2 separate regions of the Mus musculus genome follow, and region 1 is linked to region 2. A link is a contact called in public promoter capture Hi-C data. All regions are on one chromosome and are shown on one strand. Each heading gives the region's core, a stretch centred on a gene start, on an enhancer-like site or on the middle of the called end of the contact. The rest is flanking DNA. Distances are from core to core; before and after follow the strand shown. Region 1 overlaps Metap1d (methionyl aminopeptidase type 1D (mitochondrial)). Region 2 has its middle 19 kb from the start of Dync1i2.

The links. Promoter capture Hi-C pulls out the DNA fragments that hold promoters and counts their contacts.
Region 1: a contact with region 2 is called in a promoter capture Hi-C map of cranial neural crest. The contact joins two enhancer-like sites. A contact is called at or near these places in 2 of 39 promoter capture datasets (cranial neural crest and hippocampal neurons) and 1 of 484 Hi-C or Micro-C datasets (bone marrow-derived macrophages).

What each region holds. Positions count from the first base shown.
Region 1 is chr2:71,495,098-71,498,899 of GRCm38.p6, reverse strand. The region is part of intron 1 of Metap1d (methionyl aminopeptidase type 1D (mitochondrial)); the gene reads right to left. Among named protein-coding and RNA genes, the nearest start is that of Dlx1, 32 kb to the left of the region's middle. Within about 2 kb of position 1,544, at least 13 of the 459 cell types and tissues checked have an H3K27ac peak or open chromatin away from gene starts, as enhancers often do.
Region 2 is chr2:71,191,108-71,195,176 of GRCm38.p6, reverse strand. No RefSeq gene overlaps it. Among named protein-coding and RNA genes, the nearest start is that of Dync1i2, 19 kb to the left of the region's middle. Within about 2 kb of position 2,581, at least 11 of the 459 cell types and tissues checked have an H3K27ac peak or open chromatin away from gene starts, as enhancers often do.

The DNA.
Region 1 (3,802 bases), core at 295-2,794, 300 kb before region 2:
GAAAGACTTACTTTTATCCTGGCTGCTTATATTCGAAGGTGACCACGTCTGTGAGGACAAGTTGTCTGAACAATAAAATAGGGTTGGCTGCCATTACTGATACAATGAGTGGCCTGATGAAGGCAAGACAGGCAATAGTCTATGGAGGTCAGCGCCATCACCCAGGCCCGGGAGCCCTGGCTCTAGAGAAGACAAACTAAAAAATCAGTCGCATGTAGAACATTTCTGAGGAAAGGATGGCTTGGGTGCCTGGGCACCCAAGTTCAATAATAACGATCAAGAATGGTTCCCAGGTCAAAGCAAACAGGACTCTGTGCAAGGCTCCCTCAGAAGTTAGCTCGGTGCGACATCCTCCCTCCTTTTAAAAACTGTATGAGCAGCAACTGACATAGCATAACACCACTGACCAGCTCAGAAACAATTCAGGAAAAGGCTTCAATTTGCTTCTTTAGAAAAATCAAATTTGAGGATGGAGTGATTGCTCAATGGTTAAGAGCACTGGCTGCTCTTCCTGAGGACCTGGGTTCAATTCCCAGCAACAACACGGTGATTCACAGCTGTCTGTAGCTCCAGTCTCAGGCTATCTGACACCCTCTTCTGGCTTCCCTGTGCATCAGGTACTCACATAGTACACAGATAGACAAGCAAACAAAATACCATAAGCATAAAAAAATCAATTTGATAATAGGATTATTCACTAGTAGCTGCCACCAGGACCTAAGGATCTTTACTTCAACAACAAGCACCTTCCTACTCTAGGGAAACAGACACACCCTCCACCTATACTACACATACAGATCAATAAACACTTGTACTTACTAATGGAGACCCGTGTTGGTGGGCTATGGGGTGTGTGTGTGTGTGTCTGTGTGTGTGTGTGTGTGTCTGTGTGTAACTTTTAGGCTAGCTTAACCACAGCTAAGGGAAGAATGCCAAAGATTTTGGCAAAAACTAGATGTCTATCATTTGGCAGATCAGGGGAAGTGACTTAGAAATGATCCATTTCTATAGGGAAATACAACACTGCATGCAATGAAAAGATAAAAAATATTTACTTCAAGTTGAAATCTCAGCTCATCTTATATAGACTACAGATCAGAAAATACCGAGTTACAAGGAAATAGTGTATGCCGAGCAAAGCCATTGTCTCTCAGCTGAAGTTTAGAGAAAAGAAGCTTTTTCGCAGTTCAACAATACGTACACTCAGGCCACTTCTTGGACAAAGAAATACTGTACCCTTCTAGGGAGGAATAAAGGGGCTGTTTATTGGAGCCTTGTTAAAATGTAATAATTCATTCCAGTTAAGCCCTGTGAAAAATGTCATCAAAATATCATTTTCTTTGCCAGATTTTCTGGATGCCGTAGTATCATTTAAATACAGCTGAGTGAGAGAGAGAGAGAGAGAGAGAGAGAGAGAGAGAGGGGCTCTGACCAGAGTGGAAAAAGGAACCAAAGCAAATGTGCTGTCAGAGTAGCGTAGGAGCATTGCACACAGGCCTGGGACCCAGGGAGCACACACTTCCGAGCCAGCCAGAACATCTGGCAGCTTTCAGCTCTCTGTAGTCCAGAGGAACATTCCCGTTACCTCACACACCTCGGCTCAAGAGGAGGGTGATAGGACAATTTTATACTAAAGCACACAAATAGAAACCAGAAAGGGCAATTTCACAGAAATCACACATGGAATTCAATTTTAGAGAATGGCCATACAAAAACATCATGAGTTTAAAAAAAATGAGATAGTAAGAAAGTCCTTTAATTTTTTTTAAAAAATTTTTAAAGACTATTCATAAATACAGCTGTCATGTAAAATACTACTTAAAGTGTTAGTCATTTTGGGTTAAAATACCTAATAACAGAAGATGTGGGGACTTCCAGCAAAGGTACAGCTTTGATAAGAATATTTTTAAATTGTATTAAAGCATTTGATAAGAACATAATTTTAGTTTTTCATTTTATAACAATGTCAACTGCATTCTACCTTTGGGTTCCTTCCTTCCTTCCTTCCTTCCTTCCTTCCTTCCTTCCTTCCTTCCTTCTTGATATACTATGTAAAGTTACTATTTTACAAGCAAGTGATTGTTCTGAAACAACTTGGACCTATAGCAATATCAGCACACACAAAAATCTCCCGAAGTCCCCATCTGAATTCATGCTTAATGCATCTTCACTATACAACACCAAATGAAAGAAAACATTGGGATGGGAATCTTTGACAGTCTTAGGAATCGTCTCTGCTGTAATCCACGGCGGGAGGCGTGGTGGGAAAGGGTGTCAATAGCCACAGCCCAAAATGGAAAAGCAAAAGCCTGAGGGAGCCCTATCCAGGCTTCCATGGCCGAGACTAAACAGACTCAAGACAACAGAAGCCAAGATCACGCATCAAGGAGCTAACTTCAACAAACAAACAAACAAACAAACAAAAACAAAGAGAAATTATATAAAAGCCTTTTTCAGTGCAAGGAACAATATGCAATTTTTCTCAAGATGGCTTTGAATTTGGTATAGCTACATTGCCACAAGTAATTTTTATCTTCCATTCAACTGGGTAGACTCAGTTGACCATATGAATAAAGACACATTTGACAGTTTTATGCACCAATATAAAAAATTAACTGTAGTCTGCTTCCAACCTAAGTGTAGCTACTGCTGCCGCCGCTTCTTCCTCTTCCTCCTCCTCCTCTTCTTCCTCTTCTTTTCTTCTTTCTTCTTCCTCTTTTTCTTTTAAAAGATGTTTTAAAACAATGTCGATTCTGTTTTAAAAGCTAAAAACTAAAACCAATAAAATGTATACTCCTTATTTATATGTGGCTGGGTACTTCTCACATCTGGAAATAGCACTTGAGAACTTCTGCTGGAAATGTTGGGAATATTGCTCACATTTAGTGGAATGATAAATTCATCGTGTTTTTTTAGATTAATATTTAATAATATTCCCACAGACCTGAAATATCTGATGTATAAAATATCTGAAAAATATTTACTGTCTAATATTATATGTATTGAACACTTTTTGAGGTTTAATTCCACCAGAATGTCAAAAGGAAAACCAACTCCCAACATAACAGCCAATTTGTGGCTCAAAAGAGGAAAACAGTGTAAAAATTAATGTGGTATGGTTTACTATAAATGTGTTTTGGGGTGGTCTTCTAAAAGAAGTGTCTTTCTAGCCAGGCAGTGGTGGCACACACCTTTAATCCCAGCACTTGAGAGGCAGAGGCAGGAGGATTTCTGAGTTCTAGGCCAACCTGAGTTCCAGGACAGCCAGGACTGCACAGAGAAACTCTGCCTCGAAAAAACAAAAAAAAACAAAAAACCAACCAAACAAAAAAGTGTCTTTTTAATTTTATATGAGTGCTTTTTTTTAAGATTAATTTATTTTATGTATTTGAGTACACTGTAGCTGTTGGATCTTATTACAGATGGTTGTGAGCCACCATGTGGTTGCTGGGAATTGAACTCAGGACCTCTGGAAGAGCAGTCAGTGCTCTTAACTGCTGAGCCGTCTCTGCAGGCCTCTTTCACTTTTTAATGGAGCACCTCACAATTTTCTGTGTCACCCTTGTACAAAGGTCATACTAACCTCTGCTCATTCCGATTTTACTGTTTGCTGCTGAAGTGAGCACAGCTCTTGGATTCTTGTCGGAACTGACTCCCTTCCCTTGAGCACTCATCAGTTTACTTGGACAGGCTAAATTCCTTTCCTCCTTTGATCGGAATGGAGCTTCCTCAGCAGGTTGCTATGGTAACTGTGCGATGACAGACAGAAAGGAGCAAAGGATAAACCCTCAGTTTGAAAAAA
Region 2 (4,069 bases), core at 1,332-3,831:
AAGGGCTGTCAAAGGTGATCTGGGGTTGTTGACTTTCAGACAATATTCCAAGTTGAAGTAAAAGTCCCAACATGGAGTCATGGTGGTACACACTTATAATTCCAGCACTCAGGAACAGCCAGGAGAATTGTGAATTCAGGACCAGCCAGGGCAATCTAGAGAGACTCTGTTTTAAAAAACAAGTTCAAGTCAGTAGTGTATGTTTCTGAAACAAACATAACAAGCAAGCAATATGCCATACATTGTCTGTTCATAATATTGAAAAGCAAAAAAAAAAAAAAAAAAAAAATGTCTCAATGGCATTGCTTTGGGAAAAAAAGACATAAGTTATGAAAGAAGCCATACAGACAAGGCCAGAGAAGAGAGGAAGTCCTAGCTGGAAGAAGGCCAGGACAACACAGCCAGATGGTGTCTGAGAGGCTGAGAGGGCATTGAGAGAGTCACCGGGACAATATATATCAACGGAGCTTGTAGAGGACTCAGTGTGGCTGAGCATGCGTGCAGACTTCTTGTGCAGACATTGGAGATAAACCAGAAAATTGAGCAAGTAGAAATCTGCCACACTTACTGCCAAGGCGGGGTACTGCACCTAAAGAAAAGGTGTTAGCAGTCTGCTGTGTGGCTGTGTGAGCAAAATAATAAGAGAAACCGTGCAGACGTATGGGGATCATGGGTGCGTTGGCGTCCTTTCTGTTCTGTGACAGAAGGCTATAACAAAAAGCAATTTAGGGATGAAAGGGTTTATTTTGGCTTACAATTCCCGAGGGATAGAATCTGTTATGGCAAAGAAGCAGAGATCACATTGTGTCTGCACGTGGGAAGCAGAGAGGGGACTGGAGATGGTTCTGTCACCTTCCCAAACAGCCCCATCCCCTGGGGACCAGGTACTCAAATATATGAGCCTATAAGAGACATTTAACTCACCACAAAGTGTAGAAAAAAATACTCATGTTGCATAGGAAGAAGTCATAAAACAATATAAAATTGAAAAAAGTCAAAAAATAGCAGCCAAACATATTTCTTAGAAATGAGATTGATATTAGAAGAAATAGCCAAAGCAAAATTTATTCAAACCTCAGGAACCAGGTCTTTGTATCGTTATTTATTTTACTGTTTATGTATGTATATTTTTTAGTCAATAATTATGTTTAAGAAAAATACATTTATTTTGAAAATAAGAATATAGACATGCTTACAAAGATGAAATCTCTATAAGTGTCCTTTGTGTCTGTGTGAGGCATATGTGTGTATGTATGGGTGGGTGACTGTGGATACATGTATGTGCAAGCATGTGAGGGGACCACAGGACAACTTCAGGTGTCATTCCCCAGTCACTAGCCATCCACTTATTTGTTCATTTGCTCATTTACTTATTTATTTTCAAGACGTCTGTAACTGGTCTGGAGCATATCAAGTGGGTTAGACTGGCTGACCAGTGAGCCCCAGGGAATTGCTATCTATGTCTCCAGAGCTCTAGGATAACCATGCCTGGCACTGATGATGGTGCTGGTGATGGAACTCAGGTCTTAGCTCTTACACAGCGAGCACTTTACCAACTGAACTGTCTACGGAAGTCATAGTCTACAAAGTAGTACTCTTATCTGGGAGTTCTTCATTATGTTTCGGTCCTTGAAAGAGTTTAATATGAAAGTAAATATGCCAATCTGCCATGAGACAGGCCAGGTAAAAGTCCTTGGCTGGAGCTCAGACAATGCTGAGGAAACTTGTATTAGGACCACCAAGATGTTTCTGGAAGAATGTTAACAGACATGATGACTGCTTGGAAAGGGACATCACCTTGCTTCTATTTCCATCAGCTAGCCACATCCAGCTCCTTAAATGTGTTCTATTCTTAGCTGTCATTCTTTCTACATGCTAACAAGCCAACTGTGGTTGTCTTCGTCTCTCGTCATATTTGGGAGGGGCGAGGGAAGCCTGATGAAAATCCAGTAATCCATGGGATAATATTTCCAGAGGAGATAGTTTAGTTCATTTAGACCTGGGTAGAGGCACTCTCCTACCTGCCCGTCTACTTAGCATGAAGCCATGGTCAGGCAAGGATTTTGCTGACAGTGAGACAACCCCTCTAGACACCCGAGTGTGGTGGTGTAGGCCTGCAAACTCAGCAATTTAAAGGTGGAGCCAGGAAGACCGGGCACTTAAAGTCATCCTCCACTGTTTGGTGAGTTTGAGGCTAGCCCTGACTATATGAGACCCTGTCTCAAAACAACAATAATAAACAACCAAAAAATTTTGAATAGTGCTAGCAATTTGGCCTATTTGTCAAAATTATAGATAGAAATGTCTCCTTCCACTTGCCTTCTGGGTTAAGGGACCACCCCACCTCCCACCCACCCACCCCCAGTCATCACCATACATTTTTCCATGAAGTTGTATGGCGAGCCTGTTCCAGCCGGACTCAGCATCTGAAGGCAGGAAGAGCTGATGCAAACAGCCCAAAAGTGTTAGTCAAGGACTGGGGAGACAACAGGAAGCCAAGGGACATTTCTCTCCACGGCTGAACCATGGCAATGGTGCCTCTCAATTACAGTCACCCATTCAGTGGTCCTGACGGAGCCTCCTACTGCCCGGCACTTTCCTATACACCGCGGACACAGCTGTGGATTCAGCGACACAGTTGTGCCTGACTGATATGCAACCGTGCAATTTAGGAAGAATGCGGTTGATTTTTTTCTTCTACCCTCTCATCAAAACCCAGTCCAGAGTCCTGACTTGACAGCAGACGTTTCACTTTCCAGTGGAACCTGCTTTGTACTCAAAAATTCTGATCGTTCAAGGAAAACGAGCTTTATCTGTGCGGCAGTTTGCCCTGTCCGTAGGCTTCCCAAGCGGCCCCCTCCTGGATAAAGAACTAAATTCCAGGAAAAGGCACACCTTCCCTACAGTCAAAATCAAGCCCTGGTGATATTAGGCTTGCACAAATTGAAATGGGGCTAAAAGCTCAGATGTGAATTCTCGGGTTTCTTGCTAAGCTGGAAGCTTTTACCGGGCTCGGCTCGCTTTAAATTGAGAGGCAGAGTTTAGACCCTTTTGTTACTTAAGAGACTGAGCAAATTAGCAAGTCCGAAGAGGCAAATCTTTTTTGATTACTGAACTATTACAAATGCCCTCTGGCCAAAGGATAACCTCTCTCCAGAGGGAAGTGTTCAGCGGGACCTCTGCTTACATTCATAAAGTCTGTTAAAGCAAATCTCTCACATTTCCATTAAGTCGGTAAATTACTTCTAGGGGTAGAGAATAAAATGCTGGTGGGGAAATGGATGGGCCATATTAATGATGGGAGGTGGGGCTGCAGAGGTGGAAGAATGGTTGCTGCCTTCGCGAGGCAGAGATTTGCCAGCCTTTCTCACGGGTTGGGCTAAATGTAAATGATGTCACCTTTCTTCCCCTTAAGTGAGAGGAAGCCAAAGTTATCTGGCTAGGGAGGCTTCACAGAGCGCGTTGAGCAGCTGACATTAAAATGACTACGGGGTTATTTCTTTTCCATATCTATTCTCCTGGAAATTTTTTCAAGATTTTATTGTAGATGGGGGGAGAAATGCATAATGCTTTGGGAAACAAAGCCTTAGCTCCGTCTCGTTCCTGGATTATTGCCATTCTATCTCAGCTCTGATTGAAATCCGAGACTTTGTATCGAAGCCTTAATGAGATGCTGGCAAATATCTTTCTGCCCCACTGGAAATGTAATCTTTCTATTGAACATTTTGTCCTAGTGAATTTCATCTGCAAGAGCATTTTACATTTGAATCAGAGAGGTCACTGCTGGGGTGCGGAACACAGGGCTGGCTCAATTCCATATTGGGTGAAATTGATCCCCAAAGGTGTGGAAAGTAGATCAATGGCTCAGAGCAGCTAATTAGTTCATTGTTTCATCCAGAAGATTAAAGTCAGAATACCATTCTCCAATGTGCTGTTTCTAGATATCAGACTTTCCCTCATATGTACAAACCCTGACAATCTCTTATCCACAATGTCTCCCAAGAATGCTGGCTTATTATGCTGGCTCTTAATGCATATTTCTATTACACTGACTTAAGGAAACTCACGC